Regions from separate parts of the Mus musculus genome. Here region 2 is linked to region 1. A link is a contact called in public ChIA-PET data. All regions are on one chromosome and are shown on one strand. Each heading gives the region's core, a stretch centred on a gene start, on an enhancer-like site or on the middle of the called end of the contact. The rest is flanking DNA. Distances are from core to core; before and after follow the strand shown. Region 1 overlaps Gm12253 (predicted gene 12253). Region 2 overlaps Btnl10 (butyrophilin-like 10).

Evidence for each region. ChIA-PET counts read pairs in DNA pulled down with a chosen protein or histone mark.
Region 2: an RNA polymerase II ChIA-PET map of memory CD8 T cells shows a contact between it and region 1, with 7 read pairs. The contact joins two enhancer-like sites. A contact is called at or near these places in 1 of 39 promoter capture datasets (embryonic stem cells) and 2 of 115 datasets of contacts at active chromatin or transcription factors (embryonic stem cells and memory CD8 T cells).

Annotation. Positions count from the first base shown.
Region 1 is chr11:58,434,270-58,439,845 of GRCm38.p6, forward strand. It overlaps Gm12253 (predicted gene 12253), which reads left to right. Exons shown (of 7, transcript NM_001045542.1): 2 at 230-319; 3 at 521-631; 4 at 1,088-1,231; 5 at 2,397-2,525. The coding sequence starts at 235. Among named protein-coding and RNA genes, the nearest start is that of Gm12253, 4.5 kb to the left of the region's middle. Within about 2 kb of position 3,047, at least 32 of the 459 cell types and tissues checked have an H3K27ac peak or open chromatin away from gene starts, as enhancers often do. A contact at or near this core is called in memory CD8 T cells, where this site is marked.
Region 2 is chr11:58,926,029-58,931,604 of GRCm38.p6, forward strand. It overlaps Btnl10 (butyrophilin-like 10), which reads left to right. Exons shown (of 6, transcript NM_001363414.1): 6 at 1-580. Among named protein-coding and RNA genes, the nearest start is that of Rnf187, 10 kb to the right of the region's middle. Within about 2 kb of position 2,128, at least 232 of the 459 cell types and tissues checked have an H3K27ac peak or open chromatin away from gene starts, as enhancers often do. A contact at or near this core is called in memory CD8 T cells, where this site is marked.

The DNA of each region.
Region 1 (5,576 bases), core at 1,797-4,296:
TGTAGCGTCTTTTCCAGTTTTGCATCTTTCTAAATGGCCACATCTGGCATAAAGCCAGTGTTTGATAAAATTTAGCTTGTAGAATGAATGGTAAATGAGTGAATGAATGAATGAATGAATGAACAAATGAAACACTAACAGACAATATTGCCTGACACTTGGGTTGCTGGGTTGCAAAAGCTGAGCCCCTTAGCCCTGATTACATTGTCTTTTCTTGTCCCTTGTGCAGTGTTCATGGAGGTCACCATGTCCTGGTTCTTGGTCCTGAAGAGCCTCCTTGCCGTCTGCATCATCTCTCACTTATCTGTCAGCTCTGTGGGTAAGAGGAACAAGGCAATTTTTGTTTCAAGGGTGGGAAAAGTGGGAGTTGGGCAATAAGATGCCTTAGGGGAACTTCATGCATCACTCAAGCCTCCAGGAGTCCCTTTGACATTCATGGCTCCTTGACCCCTGGGAAAGGTTGTTGGTAGCTGCAGAGATCTGGGATGGCTTTCTGAACATGTTTATTTTCACTTTGCAGAGAGTTATGCTTGTATACAAGAAGAACCACCCTTTAATAAAGAATGCTATCCTAATTCAAGCACGTGTGAATCCTCTAAAGGTTGTTTCTCCCTATGGCTGGAATTGGGAGGTAAGTCAGTTCTCAGTCTTTTAGTCTTCTAGTTTACCTTTGGTTCCTTCAAGGATGGAGCTGGGAATGTGGGCTTCTGGGAGATAGTGGGATGATGATACTGGATGTAGTCACTAGGGTTAGAGCTGAGAGACCCTGGTTCTGTTTCTTAAATCAACCTCACAGGGCTACTGGAGAACGAGGAGTGAGACTACACTTTTTTTCCATGCTAGGGATCAAATTCCTGGCACCATGCATGCTAAGTGAACAACCTACCACTGGGCCCCATCCCCATTGCACCAAACTGTCCCTCTGTTGATTTGTTCTCTTAAACAATCACAGAGAGACTCTTGGAGTAAAGATACTTAAAGACAGAGAGAATGAAGGGACAGACTCATTACCACTGGATGCTTGCTTCATCCTCTGTGTCTCAGAAGAGAACACTTCTTGGTGATGGTGGTGGGGTTTGCTTCACAGCACATCAAACATATGTGCAGAAAGGCTGTTCTGAAGACAGTTGTACTGGACTAGAATTCTCGGTAACAGTGGAGAGGCATTTGGCATTGAGCTATGACCATCGCTGCTGCTACACTGAACACTGTAGCAAAGAGCCCATTAAGGGTGAGTATAGCTGTCTCTGAACATCTACTATCTGCCCCGTGTCTCCTTTGCTTTTCCGAGGGCTCATCTCACTGTGCTGGGGCACAGCACTGATGCTTGTCTTTCCTTTGTATACAGCACTCCGCTCCTTGGAAATGGTTTGAGTTACACACAGGCCCTTCTCCTGTGAGGTAGACTGAGTGGGGGTTAGATGGCAGGAATTGGTCTTGGGGATTTTCTCTAATGTGCATCTCATGGCTTAACTGCTTTGCTCTGCCCCTCTGGCCATCAGCCTTTTCTCACCTACTTAATACCCCAGGTTTACAGTTTGTTTTGTTGAGAAGTAGTCTTGCTGTGTTTTGAAAGCTTGTCCTCAACTTCTAAGTTACTTGGGTTTGATTATAAAAGTATTGTTGGCCTGCTTTATTTATCGGCATATAACAGTGACTGGCATTCCTAAATTCAATATGTGCATCTTGATGGATTAAAATAAGGAGAGTTTTTTGTCTCTGAGCACTAAACGTGTTTCTATCATACAATGTTTTCGTAATTCTTAACCCTCAGTCCAGACTATGGAGGAGGATAGGAAAAAGGTGTGCTTTGGCATTTTAAATTACCATCAGAGTTACACTTACCATTACAAAAATACTGCTCTGTTGGTTTTTTAAGTACATTGTATCATGCTGAAAATATCTGAATATTTATATTTCTCTGGGTTATTTTTTTCTTTATATACATTTTCATATGTGGAACCACTAGAGACTTGTAACATTCATTTGTGGTAGAGTCAGAGTGTTGTCCTTGTCTCCTTTGTCTTCGCATTGTCTATTATGGGAATAATAAAATTCTGTTAGTTGCTTTGAAAAAAAGAAAGAAAGAAAAAAAGAAGGAGAGAAAGAAAGAAAGAAAACAGATTCTCTCCTCTCCCATTATCTAGGACTTTCCCTCCAAGATAGAGAACAGAGTAACTGATGAAAGTGAGGACGGCTCTGAACTCCCATGAGGTTCTACCTGGCACTCACACCCCAGGGCCTTCTCCTGAGCCTCCTCCCAGCTCATCCTCACTGCAATGCTTTTTGGTAGAATTGTGGAAAACAACCTGTATTAGATGAGCAGAGGATAGACATGTTCTCAGCTGTTTCTTCTTTCTATTTCCCAAGATGAAAACTTTTCTCTCTCCATTCAGTGCCTGCATTATCTTCAGAACCCAATGGCGTTGAATGTCCTGCCTGCTTCAGTGAATGTGGCACATGTAGACCTGTTTTACTAAAGTGCACGGGGGAGGAGACAATGTGCATTAAGGCTACTGCCAGAGGTATGATTATTCCCTCGAATGTTTTGTTAAAGGCACAGCAGGTCACTCATTACTATGTATTGAATTGTGCCAAATGTAGCAACTGAAAACAGTGGACCATTTGTTACATCTCAGTATGTGTGGGTCTATAACTGGAGAATGGCCAGGTGCAATGGGCCTGGCCCAGGGTGTTTAGAGGTTGCTGTGTTCATTTGTCAGTTTCTGTTTCCCAGGTCACTTGTGGTTTCTGGTGAGTTTCAATTCTTTTACTTATGATCTTTTTCTAGTCTACCGCAATGTTCTCATGGTTAACTGATGGCTTTCCTCAGAGCAGATGTAAAGTAGAGACAGACAGAGAGAGAGAGAGAGAGAGAGAGAGAGAGAGAGAGAGAGAGAGAGAGAGAGAGAGAGAGAGAGAGAGAGAGAGACGGGGAGCTCTATCTCAGAAGTGACACATCATTTCCTCTTGTAGACTGTTGGTAGTTTAGAGCAACCCTGATTGGACACGGATGGGAGCTGCCAAGAGACTGTGTGGGGCATCTTTGAAACCTGTCTTCACACAGAGAAAGTGCTCATATGGGGCCACGTGCTTCTAAGGTTTGGAAGGAGTCATTTGTTGGGAGGCAAGCGTTAAGGGTGGAAGGGAAGAGATGGGGGTGAAGGAATGTAACTGCTCCCGACAGAAGAGTTAGATTTGCGCACCTGTGTTGCTGTGATGTCCTGGAAGTATAGGGTGATGGCACTTCAGGACCAGATGTCTTTACCACTGCTGCCAATGTGGCAACCAAAGCCTATGCACAAGCGCTCAAGTTTTACCTGTTGTTGCTCTAAATTTAGAAAAGCAATGTTTTTTATTAAGAGAAAATTATATATTTGTTATAAAGGGTCCTGCCAGGGGCTTTCCCTGGCCTCTTGGGGTTCAGAGCTGAGGCAGAACACAGCATTGGACGAAGGACAGAAGGCTTATGATGACCTCCAGCCTTGTAACTCTCTCTAACTGTGTTGGGGGCTAGAAGCTGAGAGCTTCTGGAAACTTAACACTCTCTTGCTTTTTCTGTGGCTGAAAACCGCTGGCTTCTTTGCTCTTTAGCTCTCTGTGCCTTAGTAAGCACTGTATCTTTATTTTATAACTCTCTGTGATTTATTAAACATTGAAAACTTAACGCTTTCTTACTGTTCTGTGCTTAAATAAGTGCTGGAAATTTAACTCTGTGCTTAAATAAGGGCTAATGTTTTACTCTGTAACTCTCTTCTTATTTGTGCTTAATTAAGCTCTGGTTTCTTGTGACGAACATATGCTGTTCAGGAGCGGGAAATTAGGTAAGGATTTATTGCTTGTGCTCCTCTGAGTCAGACAGGAGCCCCTGACTGGCCGGATAAGAGGCTGGGAGCTCATTAGCTCTTTCTGAACTTGAGAGAAAAGGAAGCAAAGGAAAGAAGTCCCTTAGACAACACAGAAACGGCTACACCACCTTCTTTATTGCTTTCAGCTTTTTATAGTTCTTAGACAAAAAGTTCTCTATGTAAGGAAGAATTACCTCTTAGATAAAACGTTTCAAAAGAGAAGAGTTATCGAAAGGTATCAATAACAAGCTGAAAGCAGTGTTTCATGCTGTAAGCTCATTGTCAGCGGCAAAGCACCATTTTTTACATGGCCTAGCCGTATCACAGTGCACACAGTGGCTTCATCCTTGGACCTGAATGTTTTTCCTTGAACACAAATTTGTCCCAAGCTCTATATCTCTTTTTAGTGGAATTATGAAAGCTCATTGTATTTCTTATTACACAGTCTTTACTTACTATTCTGAGGAGTGGGCACATTCTATTCTTGATTCTAACCTTATTACAGCTTTCTAGTAAAACAACTAAAAACATTTCTTAAAACATTCTTTTAAAAAAAATCATTTGAATCAAACCAGGAATTCTATAAAATCATTCATTTATCTAATCAGCATTAATTCATAAAAGTTCATCTTCATGTTGATCTGCAGGAAATTTGCCCAATAGGGTAGGTGGATGCCCAGGGATTGTTAGACTATGTAGTAGTGATAGGAGAGGCATAGCAACAGGAAGAAGCAATTTAGGGATGAAGTTTCTTGGTCCTTGTCTCTCAGAGCTCACCTATCACAGACCATACAAAACAAAACAAACAAAAACCAAACCAAAACAAAGCAAAACAAAATGGTGAGCCAAGTTCATAAAAGTCATCTGCTAGCCTTAGCCTTTCCTAGGTGGCTCCTGACAGGGCCCATCTGCCCTTGAGACAGGAACTTGGGAAAGAGCTGTAGGAGTTTTCTTTTTGGAATGCACAGTCAGAGGGAGGGGCTGACAACTTTTTCCTGAACAATATATGGAAAACTGCATGGAACCATAGACTCAGTGGCTTTTTGGGAGCTGATTAAGTGGTGGACTGGGAGTTTGTTGGGACTTGAGGCAAGCCACACTTTTATTAAGAAAGAGTTCTGACAGACAAGAAGTCCTGGGGCAAGCAAGGGAAGGGCCCTTTGTCCAGATGAGTTGATGTGAATGAGGAAAATAGGGCATCACAGAATTCAAAAGATGATTCAAACCATCTACAGTGGGGCAGGCTTCTACCTCAGCTTACCTTGGGAAAGAGATGTCCTGTGCATTCTATAGTTATTCTCAGAGGGAACTCAAAGCCCCCAGAAGGATGTCAGTTTGTGAGAGATCCACAATATTTCCCTCCAGGTGGGGAAGGAGAGAAAGGGTAGAGTGGGGAAGGCAAGTTACACCTGAAGGGTTTTAGCCAACAGTTGAGACCCTGCATCTAGCCTTCATCCTCACCTGCATCAAACTCACCTGTCCTGCTGAATGGGTACCCAGAGGCCTCACTGTTAGTCTTGTGTCTGAGACACAAGGGTCATTTTAAGGTTCCTTCTATACAGAAGAGTCAGTAGGGCCAGAGGACAAGAAGGCCCAGCTTCTACATGGATGGAGCAGTGCTCATGACCTCACACAGAGGTGGGAGTGGTGGATTCTGGACCATTCTGGAAGTTTACTTTCTAAGGATGTGGGTGAGGAGGAGAGATGAAACGAGAGCGAAAGAGTGAT
Region 2 (5,576 bases), core at 878-3,377, 490 kb after region 1:
GCAGTTATGGTTAGTCAGTGGATTAGCAAGGAAATGTCACAAGCACAGGCAGCCCCTGGGCTGGGCTTTGGAGAGAGGCTGGCATTTATATAGAAAGAAATGGGAGAAGAGATGAGACCCAATAAAAGACACACACACACACACACACACACACACACACACACACACACACACACACACATACACACACACTGTCCCCCACCCCACCTCATCCCCTGCATGTTACAGTTTTTCAACCTTGGAGTAATAAAGTTTTAACTTTTTTTCCTTCTTTATCATTGTGATACTTATATGTAACAAATTGGCCAGATAGAAAATGTGTAGATCAGAGAACCACCTGCCTCCACCTCTTGAGCTCTGAGACTAAAGACGTGGGCCACCACTGCCTAGCTAGAGAATTTTTTGGGGGGGTTGGTTGTTTTAAGATTTATGTATTGTATGTACACAAGTGTTTTGTCTGCACGCATGCCTGTACACCAGGAGGTGACACATGCATAATCTAAAAAGGAGGGCGGATCTCTGAGGTCGATGCCAGCCTGGTCTACAGAGTGAGTTTGAGGACAGGCAGGGCTACACAGGGAAACAAACAAAAAAATGAAACTTTATGTCTGCCTGTCTCTCTCTCTCTCTCTCTCTCTCTCTCTCTCTCTCTCTCTCTCTCTCTCTCTCTCTCGTGTGTGTGTGTGTGTGTGTGTGTGTGTGTGTGTGTGTGTGTGTGTGTGTACCTGTGGAGGCCAGAACAGGACACTGGATTCCTTGCAGCCGTAGTTAAGGTATCTGTGAGCGGAGCTCACACAGGGAACATTGGTCAGAGTGTACAGTCACATGGCAGCATCATCAAAAGTTCAGAGTCTTTCTCTGTAAAAGTTCCCTAGGACTTGTTGGAATTTGATCCCTGTCTAGGGTTCCACTCTAGGTAGGCACTGACCCTGTAGAGTTTGTGTTTGTTTTGATTTTCCCTTTTTCCTTGATGGACTTATTTTGAAGTCAGTCCTTTTAAATTGTGGAGTATTACTGATACCACAATGTGGAGAACTTTCATTTTCTCCTGTTCTACGTGATATATCCCTGCAGTGACCCTTTTTTCCCTGTTCTGGAATTTAAAATAAACTTTTAAAAATTTTTCTGTGTTAATTTCCTGTTTTCATAATAAAATGCCTGTAGCTGGGAGACATGAATCTTTCTTAGCTCACGTTTTTGGGGAGCTCATAGGAAGACAATCACTGTGTGTGTGTGTGTGTGTGGCTGTTCTGCCTGCATGTATGCTTGTGTACCATGTGCATGCAGTGTTCTCAGAGTCTAGAAGAGAGCCTAGATCTCCTGGAGCTGAATACAGAATATATACAGAATATTATGAGTCTCCCAGGTGAGTGCCACAAACCAAACCCTGGTCCTCTGGAAGAGAAGCCAGTGCTCTTGACTACTGAGCCATGCCCTCAGTGCATAGCTATGATCCACATTTATTAGTAAAATAATCGACCAAAAATATTCTCAAAAATAATGACCACCTTTAGGTGAAGGTGAAAACCAGCTGGCTGTAAATACGGGGAGTGCTTGCTTCCACCTCTCTCACAATTTTCCTGAAATTTTGCAAATAGATAGAAATGGGCTAAAAACTCAAATACAAAGTATTTAGTATTAATATTAGTACTAGTATGCATAGCAAAGTGCCCACCACGCTGTATTTTTTATCCTAATGTGGATGTAATGAAATAGCAATAGAGATACTGCAGTACAAATTTTCTCCAAGGAGAGCACCAGATCAAAACGGTGTTGAGCCACGCACTTGCGGGGACTAGTTCCTTTGCTCTTTGGCGGAAGCTGGATGGTTAACATACAATTCAATCAGGAAACCGACGCCTGCTGGTTTGTTTGGTTTTTTGTTTGGTTTGTTTACTTAATTTGAGATAGGATCTCACTTTGTAGACTTGGCTGACCTATCCTAAATGCTGGGGTCAAAGCCGGGGACAGTGTCTCCCAACTGAATCGTCAAGACAACCTGTGTAGAGTCCAAGATCTGGCTGAAGAGCCCCCAGACCTTTGTTTTGGGACAAACCCGGCTTTCTAATGTGCCGCGCGGTACTACCTCGGCCAGGCCACCAGGGGGAGACTGCCTATTCTCTTCCAGGTCAGGAGTCCTTTAAGGCTTTTCCATTAAGCTATCCAGGGACTCTGGTTATCTCTGAAGAGCCTTTGGTAGTCACTGAAGGGCCCCCGAGGGTAGACAAAGCCTCAGTAGCTGGTGGCCTTCTGGGTATCCTTGCACTGCTGAGAGCTGGATTAGACTGTCTTGCGCTGTGATCAGCCACACAGCTCACAGACCTCCGTGCAGGAAGTGGTTGGAAGCGCAGACAGCTGCGACACCCGAGTCACCAGAGCCCTAAACCTGAAGAGAAACTGAAAGGAAGGGGCGAGAGATCCAGGAAGGAAACAAGCTGACCACCAGAAATGAATGACCAGCTTACAGCACAACCCTGACTCTCTTAAATGGCCACACCCTCAGACACTAAAGATGGTCCACAACCTAAAGGCTTTCATTGGATGCTCTGTGGAGACTTGTCCAATCACAAGAGCCCAGGAAGTCACCTCATTTGCATATTACAGAATTCCATAAGCTTGACTTCTGCTATTTTTATTTCAAGGCACTGCTCCCTCAGAAATCCTTGTTTCTCCTGGCTGATGACAGATGATCTTTCTTCTTTGCCAGAACACAGAGCTGTCCACAAGGAGGTGGTGCCTCACCCTCATGACACCTACTAATGCGATTTAGGAGTGCATATTCCAGCCTCACAGGGCAGAGTGTGTAGACCCATGTTTAGGAAATAGAGCAGGCCTTTGGAAAGGATGGAAGGCATGACCCTTTATGATTAAGCATGGTGTTGACCTCGAGTCTCTAATCAGAGACCATCATACACTACACCCGTGGAACCTCTTCCTGTAAGCAGTAAATGGAGACTGACTCTCCCTCCCTACCCTTCCCCCTCCCCCCTCCCCCCAACCCCTCTCAGAATCCAGGGCAGCACAGCCCGAGGTTTGCTCATGTCCTTTAGGATTGCCGGTGGGAGCTATGCTTTGCCTGCACCAACTCCTCCAGCTAGCTCTTCTTGGCTCTGAGAATCCAAGAACTGCAGAACCAGGACAAGCTGGCCTCTAACTTGCCCCATCCTTTTTACTGACCCACCTGACCCAGCAGCGAGTTGAGCACAGGTCACCAGATACCTGGTTAGTAAGGTAGTCCGCTCAGCAGGTCTGGTATAGGAGGGGGCCTGGGCAAGTTATGGGATGAGGGGTTTGACAGAAGGCTGGGTGCATTGACCAGCCTGCAGAGCTGTTCAGTCTGAGGCCAGGGGACAGAATTCAGAAAACCCTAGTCATCAGAATACAACCCTTACATTTATGAAAGGAACCACAGGGACTCAGAAGCTGCCCGTCAAAAGAAAGAAAGAAAAAAAAAAATACTTGTCCTGTCCCGCCCCAAAATAAAATCTTGCTAAAACCAGACTATATGTTTTGTGAGTTCAGTCCTGGCAGGCTTGCGTGCTGTATCAATGGCAGGGCTGCATCGGTGGCTGCTCTCCTTCTAAAATCTTATCAGTCCTTAGCCTTGTTTGTCTCCTAAAAATTCCTTAACAGCACATTCCTTTTCATGACAGTTTAACAGAGAATCTTTGTTTCAACTCAGTTATCCATCTCCAAATTAAAATTCTCATATGGAAATAAAGCACCTCAGGTGGGCAGCCAGAGCCACAGACCTTGTGGACGCCTCCCTTTCCTGGGAATTTTAGCAGACTTCTGGTTAGCTGGGAGCCTTTGCTGGAGAAAACTAGGTGGGTGTGTGAAGTGGCCTTTGAACTGACCTGCCTGGAGACAGCTGTAGCCAGCTCCCTTAACCACGAGGTGACTGGGGTGAAGCCAGAGCCACATCCAGTTTTCACTAAGGAAGAAATGCCATAGGCTACACCCCGAGTCTCTCAATAAGTCCCAAAGGGGAGTTAAGAATTTCACCCACAGTCTGCAGGGGAGGTGCTGCCAGAGAGCCTCTGGATCATCAAGGCCCGACTAAATGACTTGCATGTTAGAATACAGTCAGCATGCTCATAGGTTCCACCTCTATAGATTCAGTTAGAGACCAAAAATAACGGGGGGGGGGGGGGAACAACCAACTAACCCAAACAACCCCCTCATCTAGAATGTATTTTATACTGTTGACCTCATCATTTTCCTCAAACCTAGTATACAAAATTTGTAATATAAAACTAGTCCATAGTGCTAATTATATTAGACATTAGAAGCAACCTAGAGGATTTGTCAAGCACCAGATGTCTGTCCATGGGTTATAGACAAGGACCTGTGCACATAAGGACTTTGGTACCAGAGTACTAGGACCAGCTGGCAATGCGCAGGAACTGAGTACCTGCAGTTCTTTATCCAGCAGCTAGCTGTATTGGCCTGTTATCTAGCACGCACACTTGTAAGTTTCCCACGAACTGTTCCCAACATGGCAGCACTGTTGCAGGAAACCCAAGCAAGGTCAGACTGAAATATGCCTTAAAACCTAGCTCTTTTCATTTTTTTTTGTCCCCCAGCAAAATCAACAAACAAAACCAAAAACACTTGCTGTTTCTCCCCCATAGTCTTTAAACACATGACCACAACCCTGCCTCAGCATGCTGGTCTCAGCATCCTGGCTTCAGCCATGCCCAGCTCTCCCAACCTTTTCTAACCTTACAGCCTAGTGATTGTTTTTGTTTTGTTTTGTTTTGTTTTGATATAGGTTTTCACTATGCCGCCTTGGCTGACCTAAACCTTGCTGTGTAGACCAGGCTGCCCTCAAACTTTTGAGATGTGCCTGCCTATGGATTAAAGGCATACACCACCATGCTCAACTGTCTTTTCAAAGTTTGGAATACTCAAATCCCAATCTTCTCCACTTCCCACCCCACCAGCCCTTTGGGGTCCATTGATGCTGACATGGTCTCTCACCATATCCATCCTGCATCTTATGTGCAGACAAGAGATACTTATCACATCAATATAGCCCACCACCAAATTGTACTTCATGTGTAGACAGTGTCAAAAGGATGGATACATCTGTCTAGACCATTTGTACACATCACTTTTACTTACAGTATCCTGAACCAATCATGAAGTCCAGCTCATCTCTCCTGTCTCATGAGTTCCGTCTTCTCTCCACATGACCTTTCTTTCACCTCCTAGCAAAGGAACCCTGTTGGCCTATCTTATAATGGTGTGGAGTAAAGTAAGCACTACCCTGAGGACCTGGAGTGATGTCTTGGGTCACTGTGCCTCTAAGTTTGCCAGGCTCAGAGAGCTGACATTCACCCAGCAATGAAGGGGAGGAGCGGAGCATGTCATCTTGGGGAGTGTGCCTTTAGGTTTCTGCTGTCATCGTGAAATCCCTCCTCCAAATGCTAGCAGTAGGAAGGTGAGATCTTAAGAAATGACTGGGTAAAAAGGGTAGAGCTTCATGGGGGTTGAACGGTGACTGAGGAAGTGTCCTGTGTAGCAGCCATTTAGGGTGCTGTTGACAGCATGTGTGAACTGCAGGCTACTAA